Linked DNA regions of Gossypium raimondii: region 1 is linked to region 2. A link is a contact called in public Hi-C data. All regions are on one chromosome and are shown on one strand. The core of a region is the stretch at or near the end of the contact, and the rest is flanking DNA. Distances in the headings are between cores, read along the strand shown. Region 1 holds the start of LOC105794739 (homocysteine S-methyltransferase 1). Region 2 holds the start of LOC105794734 (protein PTST homolog 2, chloroplastic).

Evidence for each region. Hi-C and Micro-C count contacts between places; a contact is called where the count stands out from the background.
Region 1: a contact with region 2 is called in a Hi-C map of leaf, with 2.8 times the contacts expected there. The contact joins the promoter of LOC105794739 here to the promoter of LOC105794734 in region 2. A contact is called at or near these places in 2 of 2 Hi-C or Micro-C datasets (both in leaf).

The regions. Positions count from the first base shown.
Region 1 is chr3:54,384,475-54,388,762 of ASM2569854v1, forward strand. It overlaps LOC105794739 (homocysteine S-methyltransferase 1), which reads left to right and starts at 2,065. Exons shown (of 7, transcript XM_012624043.2): 1 at 2,065-2,391; 2 at 2,532-2,588; 3 at 3,129-3,334; 4 at 3,448-3,577; 5 at 3,955-4,158; 6 at 4,243-4,288. The coding sequence starts at 2,221.
Region 2 is chr3:54,133,094-54,137,006 of ASM2569854v1, forward strand. It overlaps LOC105794734 (protein PTST homolog 2, chloroplastic), which reads left to right and starts at 2,538. Exons shown (of 8, transcript XM_052628537.1): 1 at 2,538-3,335; 2 at 3,788-3,885. The coding sequence starts at 2,755.

The DNA of each region.
Region 1 (4,288 bases), core at 815-3,314, 250 kb after region 2:
GCGAGAAGAGTGGCGGCTAGGGTTTTTAATTTTACTGAAAATAGTTTAGGTTTATGGGCCATTTGGGCTTTAGGGTTTTGTATTATTTGGGTTTGTAAATTTTGGGCTTTCAGACCTTGTAAAGGGTCTTTGGACTTTAATGGATTTATTTTTTTATTTTTATTTTTGGTTTGTTTTTTTGTTTGTAGTGGGCCGGGCAAAATTGGCCTGTTACATATGTCAATTTGAGAAATTATTGAACCGATAATAAAAGTGGTCGATAATGGTTTTGCATGTAATATTATTGTTGAAATAATGAAATAAAATGAGGGTCTTGAATAAATCTATTGAGAAATATAGATATAGAATAAATTGGTTAAAATAGAAAGATGCAACTCAAGTACAATTAAATTTGTTGAGTTTTTGGACCAGTAGTCTAAATATCTAAAGGTATAAAGCTAGTAAAGGTGCAAATGAAGTAGTTTTGCAAAATGGAATAAAATTTAAAGTTTTTGCTAAGTCCCGACATTGATTTTGAAAAGATATAATATTTTTGTGGTGGATGCAATAACTTTTAGATATATTATTGAACTAACGGTTCATAAAATATTTAATTTATGTCTAATGGTTGTTGTTATAACCTTTCATGAATCACTATATAGTAAAGTTTATATTAAAATCCTTGAAGGATTTAGAATGCTAGAAGCATATTGAAATTATTAGGAAATTGTTCACTTATATGAATTGAAATAATTGAACATATGTGGTAAATTTGACTTAGTTAATAATAGTTGAAAGAGGATTATAAAATAATCCAAAATACCTATTTGTATTTTTATAGAAGAATTATGATTAAAGTTTGCTATGATATTGTTGAAACTCCTAAGGAGATCAAAATATATTTCCCCAAATTTTCCCTCACTCATGACTTTCAAAAGAATGTTGATATAAATGCTTAGAAAATACTTTCAAATGGTCATTTGGAAAGCTAGTATTCAAGATTGAATACATAGAATATGAGATATTATGTGATATTTTCATGAGGGGGGAGTAAATACGTGCTGAACTCTTTTTCCCTTAACTGAGGTTTTGTCCCATTGGGTTTTTCTGTTAAGATTTTTAGTGAAACAACATATTATGCATATTATAGATATGTGTACTATTTTTCCTTCACTAAGAATTTTTTTCCTACAGGATTTTTAGATAAATTTTGATATACTTTAAATTCTAATAGTCATTAGAAGAAGATCTCTACTTCATTATACTTCTTATGCCTATAAATAGAGACTTTGGAGAAACTTTGTATATATTCGATTGATCAATAAAATATACTCTCTTTTGCTCTCTCATTCTCTTTGTTCTTTATTCTCTCTTTTATTTTATAACAATTTTAATATATGTAAATTTATTGTTTGATATAAGTATAAATAATAGTTATTTCTTTTAATGTAAATATATTTTTATATTGTCATTTATGCATTATTTGCATGAAGGCAAAGTGGGAAAGTGAATACTAAATCTTTTTTAATAATTGATATTTGGTTCCATACATGATATACTACAAAACATTAGGAAATGTAAAGTGCCTATACAATGAAACTAATGAGTAAAACCCATTGTTTTTTTTATTAAAAGGGATTGATTTTTTTTCCCCTTCCAAAGTGAGAGAGCAAAGCCTCTTGCTTAATGTATCTAGATTGAATGTTGGGCTAGAGAGTATGGAAATGGCAAAAAATCAAAATTAAAATTGATTGGGTTATTTGAAGGAGAGAGAACAAAACCTCTTGTTTCATGTATCTAGATGGAATATTGGCCAATATGGTATGGAAATGGTTAAAACTAAAAAACTCAAAGTAATCATTTTCAAAACATTAAATTAAAAAGAGGGAAGCAAAGCATGTATGTAGATGGAATTTTTGACCAAGAGAGAAAGCATATGGTAAAAAATAAAAATGTTGAATAAATTGTAATAAGAAAGGTTGGTTGGTGGTAGGTAGGTAGGTATATTACAAACTAAAATAGGTAAAAAGTCCATGATCATGATGATCAACGAAGCTATAAATGACCAACGCCAAATGAAAAACCCTATTGGTTTATTGTTTCTTAAAACACCAATATATTGGGTAGAGCAGAAATAACAACCCAAAACCTTTTTATTACCAGCGCCAACAAAGCTTTGCTCTTTCTCCATCTATCTAAGAACACGCTACTCTGCATCATACACCGACGAAAAGAAAAAATATGGGTTTTGAGAAGGGAACTTCATTGTTGGAAGATTTGATAGAAAAAGCTGGAGGCTGTGCTGTGATGGATGGGGGTTTTGCTACTCAGCTTGAGAGTCATGGTGCTTCCATTAATGACCCACTTTGGAGCGCTCTTTGCTTGATCAAAGACCCTCACCTTATCAAGCAGGTACCTTTCGGTCTTCTTTCTTATTCAGCTTTGTTGGAAAATATGTACATTGCTGTTTTGCAAATGACTCCATGTCAAAAACAGGGTATAAAGTTCGAGACTTGGTTTTAGATTTTGAATCAACGTGTTCATATGTTCAGGTTCATCTTGAGTATTTGGAGGCTGGTGCAGATATCTTGGTTACTTCATCTTACCAGGTTTGTTTATTAGTGTTTTTCAGATTCAGCCGAATGACTTGATTTGTTAGGCTAATGTGTGATCTTCTGCCTTTCATACATTCACAATATGGATATGGTGAAATGGATAGGAGCTAAATGTTTCCTTTTTCTATGCAATAGGTCCACCACTTTCTTGTGAAAATTCATGGAAAGTATTCTGATTTTTCCCTAAGTTTGGCTCATTAACGAACCAGACAGAAAATAATGTAGTTATCATCTGTATACGTTCATCTGCAATGATTGATTCCTTGGAAACAAGCAACATATCTTTGTAGAAACTTGCCTGCCTTCATATTAGGAAGAGTAATTTATTTGAGATTATATGGTAAATGATAAACCCAATTTTAATTATAATTATTCACACATTCCAGACTTGATGGCTGAAGAAAACAATTGTTATCTTCTTGAAATTGATTATGACTTGCTACCAAAAAACAACTGGAGTTTATCAGTTGACCTTGAATATCCTGTTTTTCTCCTAATTTTCTATCTCATAGTTTACTCCAATTTATATTACAGGCTACCATTCCTGGATTCCTTTCCCGGGGACTATCCCTTGAAGAAGGGGAGTCATTACTAAAGAAGAGTGTCAAATTGGCAGTGGAAGCCCGTGATAAGTTTTGGGACCGTGTCGGATGTGTTCCTGGGAATAGCTACAACCGAGCTTTGGTAGCAGCCTCAATTGGAAGTTATGGAGCATATCTGGCTGATGGATCGGAATACAGGTTCGGGGAATTTGTATAACTTGTAAAGATTTTCAAAATCTTTTAGATATCACACATCTTTCATTTGCTTAACATGATTACATTGTCTGCATGTGCTCTGTCTTTTCCTTCAGTGGGTGCTATGGACCGGGAGTAAACCTGGATAAGCTGAAAGATTTTCACCGGCGCAGATTACAAGTTATTGTTGAAGCAGGTCCAGATTTGCTAGCCTTTGAGACCATTCCCAATAAACTTGAAGCTCAGGTTTGTTCTTCCTCATGTTTCATTTCTCATGTACACTTTACATGTAGGAAGTTACATTCTTCATTAGCTTTTCAAGTTTCTAGTGATCACTGATCTATTCCTAATCAAAACCGAGCAGCGACGAGTGGTGCATGTATAATGCACAGTGGGTGCAAAGGTTAATTAGCAATCCGTGATCCATGACTGACTGTTGCACGCATTTTGTTTGAAATTTTCATTCAGAGTGTAGAAATCTAATTTTACCTCCCCCTTATCAAGCTGCGGTAGAGTGTAAAATGCCTTTGTGTTCTAATGCTCTTAACAATGTTCTATATCCATTTTCCTTGGCTGGATTCTTCCTTCACAGTGTGACAGCTTCTTTCTGTCTCCAATTGCAGGCCTGTGTTGAGTTGCTTGAGGAAGAAAACATTCAAATTCCATCATGGATCTGCTTCAGTTCTGTAGATGGTGAGAATGCCCCATCTGGAGAGAGTTTTAAGGAGTGCTTTGAGATATTAAACAAGAGCAAGAAAGTGAATGCAGTTGGAATAAATTGTGCATCTCCCCATTTTATTGAAAGCCTTGTCTGCAAATTTAAGGAGGTAAATTCCTTCAAGCAACAGTCAGATAAATCTTAGAGAAAGTAATAAACTAATGATTCTAATTGTAACTGCACGCTGTTCCAGTTGACAACCAAGGCAATCGTCGTTTATCCAAATAGCGGGGCCATAT
Region 2 (3,913 bases), core at 1,288-3,787:
GTAATCATCAACTATATTAAAAAAGAAGCGATGGCTACTATGTGTAGACACTCTATAAGGTCTTCATAAGTCAATGTGAACAAGTTGTAAAGGAAAATCAACTCTGGAATGACTAATGGGAAAAAGGAATCTAGACTGTTTTGCTAGAGGACAAATAGAACAATTATGAATAGAATTAGTGTCAAGCTTAGTATTATGAAACAAAGATATTTTATGTAGTTTTGAAAGAGAAGCATGGCCTAAACGAGCATGCCGAGTAGCAATATTATTAGATGAAAAAGACATACATTGTGAAACAGCAGCACATGACATATGCAAAATAGAAGTACATTGTTAAAACAAACTAGAATTCAAACAAGATGACTCAAAGACATATAAACCTCCTTGTTTCTTACCAATCCCCATCACCTTTCCAATGGAGAAATCCTAAAAAAGATAAAAATCAGATAGAAAATGTTGGCACAATGTAACTTATGGGTTACTTTTGAAACAAGAAACAAATTATGAGTAAAATTTGGCACATATAGAACATTATGTAAAGTGTGATTAGAATCAAGAGAAAAAGAGCCAATATGTGTTATTGGGAGAGTTTTACCATCGAGAAGATGAACAGACTATGAAGTGAAAGCACAAGAAACAGGGTTATTCAATTTTTAAAGATTAAATAACGTATGATCTATCGTACCAGTGTCCAAAATCTAAGTAAGGGAACCAGAAACAGGTAAACATCGAGAAACTATACCTGTAAGATCAGTAGCAGACTTAGACATTGGTCCTTTGTTTAGTATACCAAAAATTTGATTATATTGCTGAGTGGTGAAAACAGGAGCTGGCATGGGAGAATTCAACGATCCTGAATCAGGAGGGGAGCTATCAGGGGTATTAGAATTGACCATCTTTACTGCTTGCACATTCTTACGCTTTGTAAATTAATCAGGGGGAAAGCCAATGAGGCGATGACACTGTTCATGCTTGTGACCTTTAAGCTTACAGTAATCACATGTCCTATTGAATTGACCACGACGAGCAACAAAAGCACTAAAATAATTTGAAAACATAGCAGTAGAATTCGAAATGGGCAAGACGCTAGATAAGTAGCTCCGCTGTGATTCTTCTTGAACAGTCATAGAATACGCCTGATTAACAGATGGAAGCGATTGCATAAGGAGAATCTGACTGCGAATTGTAGAATATGTCTCATTGAGTCCCATTAAGAATTGAAACAAGCGCTATTGAAGAACATGTTGCAAATTCTGTTGTGAATTCGCACAATTGCAGGAAGAAATTGGAACTAACGCAGCATACTCGTCCCACAAAAGCTTGAGCCGCGTTAAGTATGCAAAATCAGAAGTTTCTCCCTAAGTAAGCATAGCGATATCACAATGGAGGAAAAAAATCCGTGAACCATCAATCTTACTAAAACGTTCTCTCAAATATTGCCAAACAAGTGTTACACTCGAGGCAAAGTCTAATCTTGCCGAAAGCTCAGTATTGACAATATTGAGAATCTAAGAAAGAACAATTGCATTACAGTGATCCCATTGGGAATGAAGAGAAACATCAAAATCATCTCTACCACAATCTCCATCGACAAACCCTAATTTATTCTTCACCAACAACATGATTCGCATTGAAAACTCCAAAGGCTATAATTCTTGAGACCAGTTAGGTGGTGAGAAACAAGCAGACTTCTCGGCATATCAGATGAATGCAGTTAAAGAGGATGTGTGAAATTGATGACTGTAGAATCCATGGCTGAGAGACAACGACGCCATTATTGAGAACGCAAAAAGAAAGAAAATGAAACAAATCAGAGGAAAACCCAAAAGCAAAACAGAATGGCCCAATAGCAAGGTCCAATAAAAAACAACCAGGCCTTATACGAACGAGTAACCCGCAAGGAAAAAATAATCAAGATTGAAGAAATCAGCCATGGAGACCAAGAGAAAGATCGAAACTTGGGACTGATAGCATGTCAAAGATACAATACTTGCCATGTAAAGAATGCATCAAAATCTTCATTCACCACTGAATTAAATTAAAATGTGTCTATTTATACTACTTAGCTAGCTACCTAACCATGCAACTAAGTCATTACTAATTCTTAACTACTCAACAACTAACTAAACTAATTTCTACATATGACCCTATTGGCATGCCAATTGTATTAAAATATTTATTGTATTAAATTAATTTATTAATAAAATTTATTCAACTTATGAGTATAAAACTTATCTGATACTTATGTGTAAAAATAAAATTATATAACTAAATAAATATTCTGGTCAAATTAGTCATTATTAAATAAAAATACACAATATATGATGGCATAGTAAGAGATTAGCAATGTGGGAAAAGGGTTAATATATTTGATCCACTTGAAAAGAAGAAAATGTTTCATCCCAAAAATTTCGAAAAAAGGGGAAGAATTAATTAAAAGAAAATGGAGTTGAAGTAGTAAAAAGTATAGATTATTAGTGAAAATTTGCCCGCCCAAAATACATCTAAAACGGTGCTCCACCACCTCCGCATTAAATGAAGGTTACGCCTTTCGGTAGTATTGTTCGTTTCTTGCCTAATCCCCCCTCTCTCTCTCCTTTACCCTTTTCCTTTTATTGATTTCTTCGTATCATTTCTTTCCCCCTCTTCCCTCTCTACACGCCTAAGATACCTGAAGATGGAATCTTTTTAATTAGTTTTCTGTTTCCTTTTTCTTTTTTACCGTCAGCAAGTGTTTGGAGAAATGCCAGAATCATGGCCACCTTCACCTCCTCCACCTATACTTTTGTCTCGCCTCATTCGTTTTTAACGCACTTCCGTGCTCGGGTTTTCCCATCCTGTTTCTGCGGGATTAACCCAGGGAACAAAGGGAATTCGGTGTCTCTGAAGCTGAATCTTGTTCGCGGGTTGGTGTTTGGGGAAGATAAGAAAAGGGTTTCTTGGTGGTCTTGTTGTTGCAAGAAAGGGTGGGACAACGACGGGGATTTAGCATTGGAGGCAGATATATTGGAGTTCATGAAAAATAGTGACAAACCTGAGGCTTTTCCAAGCAAGAAAGAGCTGGTTGATGCTGGGAGGATGGATCTGGTTGAGGGGATTAAGAGACAAGGAGGGTGGCTTGCTATGGGCTGGGACTTGGATGATGATGATGAACATGGATTTCAAGAAAAAGGGTTCCCAGAAGCTGGTGTTAAGGATTGGGACCTTCTGGAGAAGGAGAAGAAATGGGATAACCAGACTTTTCAAGAAAGGGCTCAAAGTGAAGTTGAAATTAGTGGGGCTTCTTATTTGGCTGTTAATTCTTCCAGCTCAACCTCCTCGTCTGGTAGATCACTGTGAGATCTTTAATTCTTGGGATTTTATTTGCTTAATGTATTTTTATTTTTCTTGTGTGGAAAAGTTAGTTATTGCACTTGTTATTCGAATGCCTTGTTGAAATTTATTCTTTGTAGTTTACCATTCCCGTGTTTAGAACGAATTGTTACAAATGTTTAATCTTTCATTGCTGTGTAAAAGGTGATTTGCTTGGACTTGATATTGCTTGTGAGATATTATTTGAAATTGATTGCGTTATGATGTTAAAAGAATCAATCTTGTGTTTATATTTTTGTGATGTTTGGGATATATAAACACAACTGCTAAGATAAATGTGTTGCCTTGAATGAGTTTATACTTTTTCCTGCAAACCAATTATCTCCTTTTGAAATTAGAGGAAAGGGGAGAATGCTGGAGTCCTGGGAGTTCTGTGTCCTGGGTAGGTTTTTGACAAAAGTTTTGGTTTGTTCAGAGAAGTAGCAGCTAAGGATGATTGTGGCGTTGAGGGTATTCTGAGTCGCTTGGAGAGAGAAAGGAATGTGAATTTTGGGATTGGTTTCAGAGACAAAGGTGACAATACTTGTCCCCAAACTAACTG